Regions from separate parts of the Danio rerio genome. Here region 2 is linked to region 1. Evidence: chromatin contacts called from public HiCAR-type data. All regions are on one chromosome and are shown on one strand. Each heading gives the region's core, a stretch centred on a gene start, on an enhancer-like site or on the middle of the called end of the contact. The rest is flanking DNA. Distances are from core to core; before and after follow the strand shown. Region 1 overlaps LOC141376524 (a long non-coding RNA gene). Region 2 has its middle 18 kb from the start of si:dkey-246j7.1.

Evidence for each region. HiCAR-type assays count read pairs that join an accessible place to other places.
Region 2: a contact with region 1 is called in a HiCAR-type map of caudal fin, with 7 times the contacts expected there. The contact joins two enhancer-like sites. A contact is called at or near these places in 2 of 18 Hi-C or Micro-C datasets (caudal fin and an unstated tissue) and 1 of 4 datasets of contacts at active chromatin or transcription factors (caudal fin).

What each region holds. Positions count from the first base shown.
Region 1 is chr11:6,583,719-6,590,951 of GRCz12tu, reverse strand. It overlaps LOC141376524 (a long non-coding RNA gene), which reads left to right. Exons shown (of 4, transcript XR_012386963.1): 4 at 1-1,982. Among named protein-coding and RNA genes, the nearest start is that of gadd45ba, 24 kb to the right of the region's middle. Within about 2 kb of position 2,886, at least 6 of the 62 cell types and tissues checked have an H3K27ac peak or open chromatin away from gene starts, as enhancers often do. A contact at or near this core is called in caudal fin, where this site is marked.
Region 2 is chr11:6,742,019-6,749,653 of GRCz12tu, reverse strand. No RefSeq gene overlaps it. Among named protein-coding and RNA genes, the nearest start is that of si:dkey-246j7.1, 18 kb to the left of the region's middle. Within about 2 kb of position 4,188, at least 49 of the 62 cell types and tissues checked have an H3K27ac peak or open chromatin away from gene starts, as enhancers often do. A contact at or near this core is called in caudal fin, where this site is marked.

The sequences.
Region 1 (7,233 bases), core at 1,637-4,136:
TTGCTGTGAGGCAACAGTGCTAACCACTGAGCCACAGTGCCACCCCTTAATAAATAGTTGATTCATTCTTGACTAGATCATTTGAAATTCCTGCAGTGTGACATTTTTTTCTTGTAGTTTTAGATAAAGAGTAGTACGTCACACTTCATAACATCGGCTTTTCAAAAGAATTTCACTACACATTAGTATGCAAATGCAAAGTTAAAGCTGTATTATCATTTGATGTTGTTGTTTTTCAGCAGGGTTATAACAAAGACTCCACACCTTTAAAAAAAAAAAAAAGGTACAACGTGGTACAAACAATGTTCCTTAAGGAACAGTTTTGTACCTTTGTAAAAGTTGTACCTTATATGGTACAGAAAAGACCTCTTATGATACTGTTCTGTACCTTTTATGATACAACTGAAATGAAAGTACACAATTAGACAAATCCTTCTTTATAAATATTACTGGAAATATTATAAATATAACTGGAAAAGGCAGAGGGATTTTATAAACAATTTCCATATTAAAACATGAATTATCATCTAAAAGCAAGTTTAAAGAAACTCATAAACATTAATTATTAAGTTCTATAATACAAAACAACTTGCAAAACATAAAACTATAGGTATTCTCAACTAAATAAGCAATTTTTAATAAACATTTGGTAAGCATTTTCTGATAAACACATATTCATTATTGATATCCACACATTTTTGCATTTGCTTTCCACTATACGCACGTGAGCGGGCAAAAGTCCGGCATATGCAAAGTGTTCATGCAGACATTTTAGCATTGTAAAACTAATCAAACATTGTGCATATGTCTTTAAAATACTTTTGCATAATTCTATTTCTATTTTAAAATTAAGTAAATTAAATTAACTTGTGATTACAGAAAAAAATTTGGCGATGACAGGATCTCGGGGATAAAACAAGCAACAAACCCAGTGGATCACGGAACACATACAAGACTTCATGAACAGCTAAACACTGTGTGCCGTCGGCAGAGTCCGTTTACGCAGTCTCACCCAGTCATCAACATAAGGTCTCACAGCTTGGCAGGTCTGTCTTGCCTTCAGAAAGCATGTGCAGTCTTGAATAATTAAGAAGCAGGGTCTTCTCAAATAAGAAAACTCCGCTATGCACTTGCAGTTTTGCGCTACGTCACAGATTTTGATTCCACCCCAAAAATCCTTTTAAACCCGGAAGATGAAATTAGCCGACAAAAGCTCAAAATGATACAGTTTTTCCCACAATTAAAGCTGACAGGTGCTAACATTGTCTTAAGTGATGCTCAACACACACAAATCTGTTAAAATCTCAAAAAAAAAACAAAAAAAAAAGTACTTGAGGGTTTCTTGAACCTTTAAGCATCCCAAATTGCTTTTGTTGTATAGACGGGCAGCCCCGTACTCTTTGATGACACGTTCTAACTTTCCATTAGTGTAGGCTCACTGCAGATGCTTTAGACGTTTCTCTTTTTCAGCTCTGTTTTCTGTGTATGCCCAGAGAAAGTTGATGAGGAAACTATGTTGTTGCTCTGATACTATGAAACTAGTTTTAGGTACTTTCGAATTTAAAAACACATCATGCGAGTTTCCTTGAAGTTCCATTCTTTGTTAAAGGTTTAAGAAACCCTCGGGTACTTTTTTTTTGAGATTTTAACAGATTTGTGTGTGCTGAGCATCTGTTAGGACAATGTTAGCTTTAACTGTGGGGAAAACTGGAGAATTTTAAGCTTTTGTCGGCTAATTTCATCTTCTGGGTTTAAAATGATTTTTGCGGCAGGATCAAAATCGGCGACGTAACGCAAAACTGCAATCTATATAGCTTAAGGGGGCTAATAATTTTGACCTTAAAAGGAGTTTTAAAAATTTAAAAACTGTTTTTATTCTAGCCAAAATAAAACAAATAGAACTTTCTTCTGATTTTTTTTTATCAGACATATTGTGAAAATGCCCTTGTTCTGTTAAACATAATTTAATATTCTGAATATTTAAAAAAGAAAAAAAAAATATCAAAGGAGGGCGAATAATTCTGACTTCAACTGTATGTGTAGAACCCAGAATGGGTATCAGTTTAACTCAAGACAACAGTCATATTAATGAGAATATTTAAAGAGTTTACACTTAGATACTGTTTGACAACTTGTTAGCAAGTTAGCAGGTTTGGCATGCTGTCCCGGGAGAGAACCCTGAGCTCGGAGATAGTTGAGCCCAGGGCTCCCGCCAGGTCCATAAAGCCTGTGAGGGGAGTACGAGGTCAGGTGTTCTCGAGAGCTCCCCTCGGTTTCTTCAGAAAACGAAAATAAGGGAGTATATCTTAGCTAGGTTATTTATAGTGACTTTGGATCGATCCGATTGGCTACCCAATGAGTGTAGATGAGTGGCCAGCTGAAGTCAATCATATCACGTGCTCCTCTCGAAATTAGTTTGTGAAACTACATTCAGTTATAAAAGTACTTCTTTTTATAAAAACAACTTCCACTCCTTTTTTTTCAGTTATACTGCACCCTTGGTTGTTATGGCTAAAAATATCCCAGTGAACACAATATCAGATATGATTGTTTTAGCATTCAGCTCGGTACTAATTTAGAAGGCTGTGACATTTATGTGGGATCAGCGTTTAATCTTAGACACGTATTTTTACATGGATAATGAAGGAGAAGCTGTCTGGTCAGACTTGTGCACATTCCCGTATTCAGATCGGCGCCCTTTTGAGGAGGGTTTGATTGTGAATGGGCCAAATAGGCGTATTAGGGCGATTTGGGTTTACCCAAAGTCTGCAGACGAACAAAATGATTTAAATGTGGAGCTTCTCACCACATTTCAACCACCGAGAGGAGGGTTGTGTTGTTGTGGCTGCTCTACCCAAGCGCCCGTTTCCATTTCAAGCTTCGGTGTGTATGTGTGAAGTTTATTTAGTTCCAGTAGTGAGGTGGTTATTGCTCCTATGATTGTCGGGTGGAAGGACTTCCAGTCCAGACGATTTTCCCAGCCTGTGGCATGAGTGAGTGAGTCAGCCGGAGATCTTTCTGTGTGTTTGAGCATCCATAAATAAGTAGATTAACATGTTTCCTAGTCAAAGCCACTGTACGGAACCTGTCTGGAATGTTCTGCCGTTTCTGTTTTGCACATGCTCACTCTTTATGGCACTTACTGTTTGCTGCTCGGTCAAAACTACTTGTTTAAAATGAGTTGAGTTGAGATTTTGGAGGGAAAAACTGTTCAATTTAATTTGTCTTTATTTCTATAGCGCGTTTACAATGTAGATTGTGTCAAAGAAGCTTAACATAGAAGTTCTAATTGAAACTGTCGGTTCAGTTTTCAGAATTGAAGTTCGGTGTATTTCAGTTCAGTGTGGATTCATTTTCACTGCTGAAAGTCCAAACACTGAAGAGCAAATCCATCGATGCGCAGCTCCATAAGTCCCAAAACCAAGCAAGGCAGTGCCGACAGTGGCGAGGAACAAAACTTCACCAATTGACGAAAGTGAAGGAAAAAACCTCAAGAGAAACCAGGCTCAGCTGGGGATGACCATTTCTCTTCTGGCCAAAGTTCTTGTGCAGAGTTGCAGTCTAGGCGATGAGGCTGGAGATTGCTGGACTTCCATCATGGATGGGCTTAAATGTGTCAAAAACTAAGAAGTTAACTTAATTCCTTCATGTTGTACTAACACAAATCGATTGTGTGGAATCCAGCTTTTTTTTAGAGCTATTGAGAATGTCAAATGCATAATGAAAAAGTAAAGGGGGGATCTTGGTGCTAGAGTTTCAGGGCAGCAATTGTGGGACAATTGAATGAGTCAAGTTTCCAGTGCTAACCGTCCATACTCCCCCCTATGCAAAACCATACACACACTGCCCCTCCCATCATCTTTTTGTTGGTCAGAAAATAGGGATAACAAGAGGGTGTGTGTGTGTGTGCGTGTGCATGGCAATGGGGTCGTTTCTATTTTTAGTGTCGGTACGTCTCATTGAGTCAGCCCTGTGCTTGAGGTTGGGGGCTCGATCTCTTTGATCGTAATTATAACCCACAAACTCTGGACACGTAGCTACCAATTCAAGAGCACATGATATCTATAAATAAACGGCAATTTGATCATCATGACATTTCTCTCAGTCCTGCTTTATTTGCGTTTCACTACATTGCATTTAACTTTCAATTGAAAATTATACAGAGCGCATGAATGTAACAGTCCAGGATTTGTTTGCTGGAATCACACAAACTTACAAGACGCTGCATCTTTGTTGTGGTGGGAGAAAATGGATTTGCTGTGCGTTGACAGTAACTCACTTTCTGTGGATGTCTGTAGGGTAGAGCGCTGAACCAGGATAATTGTTAGCACACGTTTTATGGTTAAACTTCTACACACTGATTAAAAAGTGTAGCCACAAAAAAAGTATTATACAAGTTAGCATGAGGGCGGCGCGACGGCTCAGGGGTTATCACTGTCGCCTTGCAGCAAGAAGGTCCCTGGATCGAGTACTAGCTGCACTGTAAAAAATGGCCGTGATTTCAACGGTAAAAAACTGTAAAAAATGCTACAGTACAAATTCGTAACGGTTAACGGTATGTTTCCTTAATATATACGGCGAATAACTGTAAATTGACTTTCCCAGAATTCCCTGCATGGCACATCACTTTTTATGCATTTGGTTGACACTAATATGGATCTTTTTCGTTGTTTCACCCTCAGTTATGTACATTAGAGATTTATGTTACGTCAAATGTTGATAAACAATGTTTATTTCATGACTTTAATTTTATGCGTGTTACCATACTGGTGTTTAGTAGCTGTGTGAATGACACTGAGCACCTTCTATATGCTGATACTCTTTTCTGCTTGTGGGAAAAGTTGATTGTGATGAGCTTTGGCTCTTTATGTAACTTCCTCATCACCACCTGCATGTGGGTGTGCTAACGTGTCTAACTGCGTAACAAAAGATGTGTAGATGTTGATCATTCAAAATACGGTAATTTACTGTAAAAATTAAAAATTACTTTTACGGTTTGTACCGTGTTTTTAACGGTAAAGTACTGGCAACCACAGCTGCCGTTTTTTTACCGTAAATTTTACGGATTTATTTTTTACAGTGTGGACCAGTTGGCATTTCCGAGTGGAGTTTGCATGTTCTCCCCGTTTTCATGTGGTTTCATGCTCCGGTTTCCCACACAGTCTAAAAACATGTGCTATAGGTGAACTGAATAAACTAAATTGTACGTAGTATATGAGTGTGTGTGTGTGTGAGAGAGAATGAGTGAGATTGGTTGTTTCCCAATACTGGGTTGCAGCTGGATAGGCATCCACTGTGTAAAACATATACTGGATAAGTTAGTGGTTCATTCCGCTGTGGCAACCTCTAAAATAGAGGCTAAGCCAAAGGAAAATGAATGAATTAAGTTAGTTAGAAGGCTAGTAATACTATAGTGACTATAATGGCCGTGATTTCAACGGTAAAAAACTGTAAAAATGATACAGTACAAATCCGTAACCTGGTTAACGGTATGTTTCCTTAATATATACGGTGAATAACCGTAAATTGACTTTCCCAAAATTCCCTGCATGGCACATCACTTTTTATGCATTTGGTTGACATTAATATGGATCTTTTTTGTTGTTTCCCCATCAGTTATGTACATTAGAGATTTATGTTACATCAAATGTTGATAAATAATGTTTATTTCATGACTTTTATTTTATGCGTGTTTAGTAGCTGTGTGAATGACACTGAGCACCTTCTATATGCTGATACTCTTTTCTGCTTGTGGGAAAAGTTGATTGTGATGAGCTTTGGCTCTATATATAACTTCCTCATCACCACCTGCATGTGGGTGAGCTAACGTGTCTAACTGTGTAACAAAAGATGTGTAGATGTTGACCATTCAAAATACAGACATATTACCTCGATAAATTAATAAAATACGGTAATTTACCGTGAATATGAGAAATTAATTTTACGGTTTGTACCGTGTTTTTAATGGTAAAGTACTGCCAACCACAGCTGCCGGTTTTTTACCGTAAATTTTACGGATTTGAATGAGTAAATTTTACGGATTTATTTTTTACAGTGTAACTAGTTACTAAAAAAAATGTTTCTTGCTGTTTGTACAACTGACCTATATTAAATGAGCTATGCAAGAACTTATTTCAAATACACAATAAAACAAAAACAGTAAATTCTCATTCTTTGAAGTTTATTTCATCTTGTCAAAGTGATCAACAATTAGTCTTGGATCCAGAGGAAAATGTCACTGTGACATTAATAAGAACTGCCAACAGAAACTGTGTCTTTCTCCTCCTTTCACAAAGACCCATTTCTGCAGTTTAGCTTTAGTCACCACACCCTGCAACTCCCACTGTCCCCCCTCTCTCAACCCCATCCCACAGCAGCCCACCCAACCCCTCCAACCAGCTTTCCACTGCGGCTGCGGCTCGGGACGGGTGAAGTTCAAATGGGCTGCACTTAAAGATTCCTTTCAACCCTTTCGGGTCAGTCAGACCTTTTGGTGTAAATGTAAACCTCACTCTGAAGAGTCCACATGAAGGCCTCGTGTCATTAAAGGCTTCCTGCCACTTTTGCACATACCTTTCAATTAACTGTCACCTCAAACAAAGACACATGCACAAGGGGCCAAACAATGGCTGCTCTTGTGTTAGCAAACCCCGAGGTGAAATTCTTACCGTTGGTTCATTTTCTAAGTGAACTTACTAAACCTCAGCTGGCAAAAGAGCACGGAGAAAGCTTTAAGTGTGCATTGTTTCTGTCGGTTAAGTGAAATTCATGCTGCGATTTCAAAGGAATCAAATCAATTTCTTCTATCTGAAATAAATACATCCAAATCTGCATGTACAAGCTTACAGTTGTAAGAATTATTTGCCCTCCTCAATTGTTAGCCACCCTGTTTATTTTTCCCCAGATTCTGTTAAACACAAAGACTTGTTCAACATCTTCTAAACATAATAGTTTTAATAACTAATTTCTAATTACAGATTTTTTTTTATCTTTGCCAAGATGAGAGTACATTACATGACATAAGTCTTGTCGTCGACCCCAGTTGTAAAAACGACAAATAATAACTTGACTTCAAGCTAATCATGAGGAAAAGTGGCAGATTTTAAAGATGAATCATCTGTTGAGCTGCATCCCAATCATCACAGATACTACAGAAGACCTATTGGAGCCTGCATGGACCCATGAATCTCGCAGAAATTAGCCAAGAAAAATCTTGGTTTCAGGTTATATTCA
Region 2 (7,635 bases), core at 2,939-5,438, 160 kb before region 1:
AAGCCTTTGCGAAATATGTCAAAACACAGCACTGAAATTAACAGGCATAAATGTCTTTGAGCCAAAAAAAGTCTATTTGCAGGATATCTGTAAAAATGCAACTGGAGCCAATGTTAGGAGTTGTGTAGCCTATTAATTATATTAATTCAAATATAATGAAAACCAAAATAAAAAATTCATTGCATTTTTTGTTTGATAAAAATATACATAAACGAAAAAAAATCAAATGGTGGCCAGTTTGTATTAATGTGTTTCAAAACATATTATTTTACTGTGTACTTGGTTATAATGTATATTTTACAATAAAAACTAAACGTAGCATGTCTCGCTGTCATTTAAAACATGTAATTCATACCACGTGTGTGTGTTTTTACAGTCTATGGTGTGGACCTACAGTCTATGCAGTGTGTAAACGTACAGGGTGGTGTTGGTAGATAGCGGTCTAAAGGCTGATTTATACTTCTGCGTCAAACACCGGCGTAGGCTACGGCGCTGACGCATAGCCCTTCGCCGTGGCCATCGCCGTCACTGACGTGCACCTCTCAAAAATTGTAACTACACGTCGCAACAATGCGTAGCACAAGCTCTGTGATTGGTCGGCTTGCTAGCGCCGACGAGTCTGGGCGGGACCGAAAGCCTGCGCGAATGGCGCGAGCGATTGTTTACAAGTGTGGAGTCCCGTGAAGGAGCTCCGGATGGAAAGTTTTGTTCTGTGTTTACCTCATGGTTAAAGTTGTTGCACGTCCGCCGGTTCCTGCCTCAAAATGAGCGAGTTTGAGTCACTTGTACATCCAGGAAGTGTTCAGAATAGCAAAAAGAAGCGAAGAAACTCGACACAGAGGAACATTTACACCTCACTGCCCACTAGCGTTTCGGAAGTGTTAATGCAGACCAACGGAGACAGCGCGCAGAAGTATAAATGCACAGTTGCGCGCGATGCCTGCGCCGTGAGTTGCGCCGGTCACTTGACGCAGAAGTATAAACCAGGCTTTACTGCGCACCGAACTCCAATCCGAGGGAGATTGTTATTTTTTTCTAAAATGTAAATTTGTTTTGTCCTTGGTAAAATTGTTTTTCCTATGTAATTATGTCTGATGATAAGTAAAAATGTTTTTCAAAATGTTAATTTGTCTCGAGCCTTGTAAAACTGTTTCACACTTTGTAATGTTGTTTTGCACTTCCCGGCCACCGTACGTACCGCTCCTTAATCGCTTTATAACAAAAATAAAAAATAAAACAACCTTTTACTTTTCATATAACTCTGCATTTGATCTTTAACAGTTTAGTACACAGAATATCTCGTTAAACAGAACTTTTGAGCATTAACAACAAAGATGTATTTTAGATAAGGATCCCACAATCATGAACGCGTCTTACCTATCAGTGTTGATAACACAAACTGAGGAAAATATGGTGCACTGCGCATTTTTCAACACTTTAGCATGTCAAGAGGCTCAAACAACACAAAAGAAATCAAAATACCACAAATACACCAGTGTCATAGCGACATCTTGTGGACAAAACAAAACACCGCCCTGCATATACAAAGTAAGCAAATCTGTTCTGTTTTTGCAAATGTCATCGAATGCAAACAAAAACTCCCCTCAGAGACGTAGCTTTGCACAAACATTAGGCCCTGATCCATTTCTATGTACACTATTCAAGAGGAAAACTGTTTTTATTTAATTAATTTAATTATTTTGCTAACAAAATTTTACAGTCATATATGTAAATTTACCAATAGGAAACCCAACTTTAAGGTGTTGATGACTGAATTATGCTTATATATTAGTAGTATCAGAGACTCTCTAAATAAAAATGCGCTTTAAAACTTTGTGAACTCTACAATGTATTTATTTGATTATTACATATGTATGTTTGTATTTTGATTTATGCTTACCCACTGGCATGTATATTTTTGTACTGTTAAAATGTTATAATAAACAATAATACAACATTTGGCCCTGATCCAGTGACATCACTGTGACTGCATAAACACAAACACACACACACCCACTCTCGATATTGATCTGATGTTGCTTTCACACACCAGTAGCACACTGTGTACAGCACAGCAGCATTGGTTCACATCCCTTGAATATTTTTCCAGAACCTTAGGGGTCAAGTCAGCTGATTGGCTGAGGGGGACAAATTCTCTGATTGGCCATGCCGCCGTTGCTCTGTGACTGGGATTTGCTGAGAGATCTACTTATGGTCTGTGCGATGCTGGGAAGCTCAAGAGAATTCCAGAATGGCAGTGCATCAACCGCATGTACTCTGTGCCACCCTCCACTTCCTGTTAATAAAACATGCTTGGACTCTGTTCTTTGGACAGCCAGAACACTGGAATTGTTGTATAGACTTAGCCAACTGGTCTGCTCCAGCTCAGCTTTGTCAGTTTTTTCTCTAAAACACAAGAAAGACATTTAATAAGATTCTGACAGTGTGATAATCTTGGATAAACATACTGTACCTCGGATACACAGTATTGTGATCAGTGCTTTAATATACACTCACCGGCCACTTTATTAGGTACACCCTTTTTGCCTTCAGAACTGCCTTAATGCTTTGTGGCATTGATTCAACAATGTACTGGGAATACTTCTCAGAGATTTTGGTCCATATTGACATGATAGCATCACACAGTTGCTGCAGATTTGTCGGCTGCACATTCATGATGCGAATCTCCCGTTCCACCACATCCCAAAGGTGCTCTATTGGATTAAGTGGTGACTGTGGAGGCCATTTGAGTACAGTGAACTCATTGTCATGTTCAACAAACCTGCTGGAAGTAGCCATCAGAAGATGTGTACACTGTTGTCATAAAGGGATGGACATGGTCAGAACAATACTCAGGTAGTCTGTGGTGTTGACAAGATGCTGAATGGTACTATTGATAACTTAAATCTCCTTTCTTCCCTATTCTGATGCACAGTTTGAACTGCCGCAGATTGTCTTGACCATGTCTACATGGTTAAATGCATTAAACAAACGTCAGGCTAAATAATTAAAATAAATAATTGACTTCTGCTATCTTTATTAGTTTCAAAAACGGATTTCTTTACAACTTGATAAGTCATGTTTGCATATCTTTCTTTTCTTTGGACATAAAGTAAGTCACTGCACTGTTCGGGTTTATAGCATGCTTGGATGTTGCTACCTAAGCCTGACCATAAGAATCATACAAACCAGTAGTTTTTGATGTGAATGGTCCTTGTTGCTGTAAAACAAAACAAAACAAAAAAAGTCAGAAAAAGCATATGAAAATAAATAAAAAAACAAGTACAGGTACTGTAGGAATGGTATAACAGAAAAATTGAGCGGTTTAAAAACCTTTTCCAAACCACAGTAAACCTTAAAACCGGTTATTATCAATTATTATCAGTTATTGTCAAGTATTATCAATTGATTTGCGGCGCTAGCCTGCTGATCCTGACGGCGTTAGAGGCTACTCAATCTTTCATCTTGTTTTAAGCTTCAACAAATAAATGAATGCTTAAATATATTTAACTGAATGTATTTTAATTACATTTCAACATTGATGCAGTAAAAAGAACCTTATGAAATGGAAAATAGTCACATTAACCATTCACCGGAAGTTTATTGTTGGCTGGAAAACACTAGCTGTGCATTAGCACCAGAGGTGTTTAAGGCGGCTTATTAAAAATTAAAAGTCCTTGTGACTATTTACCTCATTGTACAACATTATGTTCATCAACATAAGGTTGTTTTGTAATGCCTTTTATATTAATAAGTAAAATAACCTAATGGTACAGCATCTGTACCAACAGTCTTAGGCCTACCTAATAACTTTTAGAAACATGATTTTTCTAAAATAGACAAATTCACTTATAAATCTCACTATTTTTATGCTGTAAGTATTCTCAAGTTATTTTCCACAACCAAAACCAAATTAGAGGGAATCCACTTCAAATTATTCTTCCAGGTTCTGTCATTTCCGGTTAAATATTTAATGTTTAACATTTAGACATGATTCGTTTACAAAAATACCATTTTCAGACAGAGCATCGTCCATAAAAGTTATAAAAGTTGACCAATGCGAATCCTGTAATAGTTCACCAGCAGGTGGCGATACAAGACCAGTGTTTGCTATTTCTGTGGCTGTCTCTTGTTGTTTAGTCTGCTGTGCAGGGCAGACGGCCAGGGTGGCTGAGGTAAATTCCTCTGCTGTTACATCAGGTCGCCAGTAGACTTGACTCATCCGAGCGGTCGGAGATTTTCAGGATCTTGTCTAGGAGCTTCTGCAGGAAACCAGACGGCTGACTACTGTCTAGTTTCCCAACACACTGATGTATGCGTCTATCCCCAAATCTGATCAAATATGTGTTGAGTTGTAGCTGGCGTCTATTTTTACTACAGCGACACAATAACCGGGGTTGGTATGTTGCTGTTGCATTCGTGTTGCATCAAACGTTTGCAGGAGATCAGACTGACTGAGATGTGATGTTTTATCAACTGAATTGTTCAGAAAAAATGCAATGTATACTACATTTACGTACTTGAACATTTACTAAACGTTTACTACGATTAGCATATTTTAAAGGGTCAGTTTGCCTTAAAAAACGTAAAGGTCATAATTTTCTCACTCTTGTTTGAGCTAATTCTTTCTTTTAAACACAGTAGACAATATTTTCAAAAAGCTTTGACTTCTGTAGTATCTGTTTTTCCTAATATGCAAGTCAATGGTTACAGGCTTTCTCCGTAAAATCTTTTGTTTCATCAGAAGACACTAATACAAGTTTAGAACCACTTACGGGTGGGTAAAAATTAAGTAAATGCTCATTTTAGGCTGAACTATCCCTTTAAATAATGAACAGAAACTAATGTATGTTATTTTTTATAAATATTAAATTTAATTGTTAGGGTGCCATCCATAAAAATCGTGCAAAAACATGATGAAACATTTAGAAAACATACATAATAGCTTCTATGTGCTTTCGAAACTGTATCCTTCGAGTGGCATTTAATTCCACGCTGGAAGAGAGAGTTTGCTCAGTCATTGTTTCTCCCGGTACTCTCCATGACTCAGCGTTCCTTGTTTACTTTACATACACAGTGACTGCATGGCATTTCCTTTTACCCTGTATTGAGAAAGTTGAAAACAACAATGATAAAAACAGCAACAGCAACATACTGCCTCCCCTCTACTCTTCTTCGAAAGCAACGGCCGATATGTTTTCATGTTTTTGAACTTGTTTTGATGGATGCAGCTGAGCTGGGAAGTCATTCCTGTTTTCATCATACAGCGAGACCCCCTCCCACTCTATCACATGTGGGCTTCTCAAAAACAAACCGTCCAGGCACAAGGGAAGGGGAGGGGGGCTTGCGCGAAAAGGGGAGGACATTTGGAGAATGGCCAGAGATGTTTTGTTGGAGGGATGTTTTTTTCTGTGCACATGGAGGATTGCAGTAGAGTTGCCTCATGTGGTGCTTTCCCCACAAAAAGTCACAATCTGTCACCTGCTCTCTGCAGTGCGCTGCTCTAGTTGAGCCAGACCCAAGACCACAATAAACAAAATATGATTCTGTTAGCGATGTTCCCACAGTTCTGGACACAAACATGTTGACATTTTAGTTGCCAGTGTTACTGAAACTAGATTTTCAAGGAGATAAATGTGTAAGACGAAACATGGGTTTTATTCATGACAGATTAAATGCCATAATAGGTGTTTGTGAGGATGCAGATGTTTGATCACAGTAAGGTGATACCCTGTTTATGGTTATGTGTTTAGACTGCAACAACATTGGCTAAAAATACTAACTTTTGAAAACAGATTGCTAAAGTACATATGAGTTACATATTCAGTCTATAGATGCATCCACGTATTTAAAAACACAACAACAGGACTATTTGTCTGTGAATGATCCATATGTGTGCAGTTATGTAATGTTTCTCCTGGAGTGACATCACTATCCACTCTGTTACATGTTTAGTTATTTTTGTGGGCACATGCATGTGATCACTGGTTGTTTTGTCAGTTTGTTTTCATTTCTCAAAAGGACAAATATTTTAGTTTTATCTCTTTAGGTATACAACAAACAAAAATCTATACATGTTTAACTTAAAGTTATTTTAATATTGTCAATAGTTAGATTTATTTGCCCTTGAGAAGTAATCATGAGGTTCTACAAGAGTCCTGTTAATTTCATTAATAATAATTTCATTATTTATTTATTTTTGTTTGATTTTGTGGGATTTTTTAATGATAATTATTGTATCACCCTAATAATTTTGTAAGGAAATGTAAACTACCAGACGAAAGTCTTGTCGCCTATCCAAGTTTTAGGAACAACAAATAATAACTTTTGATCATTTGGTATCAGAAATATCTTATATGAAAGGCAAAGGCCTCTAGATTACGCTTATTTATTTATTATTTATTAATTATTAAAATTAAATATGATCATGACTTGATTTTTAATTATATAAAGAGCACAGTAAGGTCTGACTTTGCTGAGACAAAAGTCTAGTCACTTAACAAAAATAATGTACAGTATATAATATAAAGTCATGGTGTAGTGGAAAAAGAGTTAATATTGTGTATGACTCCCATGAGCTTGGAGGACTGCATCCATACATCTCTGCAATGACTCAAATAACTTTTTAATAAAGTCAACTGGAATGGCAAAGAAAGCGTTCTTGTAGGACTCCCAGAGTTCGTCAAGATTCTATGTATTAATCTTCAATGCGTCCTCCTCCATCTTACCCTATATAATCAATAATGTTGGAGTCAGGTGACTGGGCTGGCCAATTTTGGAGTACATATTGAATGTAACCCCAAACCACGATTTTCCTTCACCAAGCTTGACTTATTTCTCTGAGAATCTTGGGTCCATGCGGGTTCCAGTAGGTCTTCTGCAGTATTCGTGATGATTGGGATGCAGCTCAACAGATGATTCATGGGAAAAATTTACCTTCTGCCAGTTTTGTCTGGTAGTGTAATGTGGAAAAGTATTAAAACATCCATCAATAGAGCATTTTAATGCACCTTAAACTTTGAATAAGATAATAGTTTGCCACAATACAAAACAATTATAAAAAAAAACTTGGAAAAACATGGAAAAAAACTTGCATTAATGCATTATAATCTAAAAAATCATATATGGAACATAAGAGCTTTTTATTTATATTCATTTTATTTATATTTTTCACAAGTTTTGATGCATATTTGTGCTTGCTTACAACAGTCCATCAAGTTCTTTGTATCTTCATTTATTTTTACATAACATGTCCACACCTCCAAGTCTGAGGCCATGGTGCTTCACTAGAAAAAGGTGGTTTGCCAACTCCAGGTTGGAGGAAAGTCCTTACCCCAGGTGGAGGAGTTCAAGTATCTTGGGGTTTTGTTCTTGAGTGAGAGAAGGATGGAACGTGACAGGCAGATTGGTGCAGCGGCAGTAGTAATTCGGTCGATGTACCGGTCCATGGTGGTAAAGAAGGAGCTGAGCCGAAAGGCAAAGCTTTCGATTTACCGATCAATCTACATTCCTACTCTCAGTTATGGTCATGACTGAAAGGACAAGATCTCGGATACAAGCGGCCGAAATGAGTTTCCTTCTCAGGGTGGCAGGGCGCAACCTTATAGATAGGGTGAGGAGCTCGGAGTAGAGCCG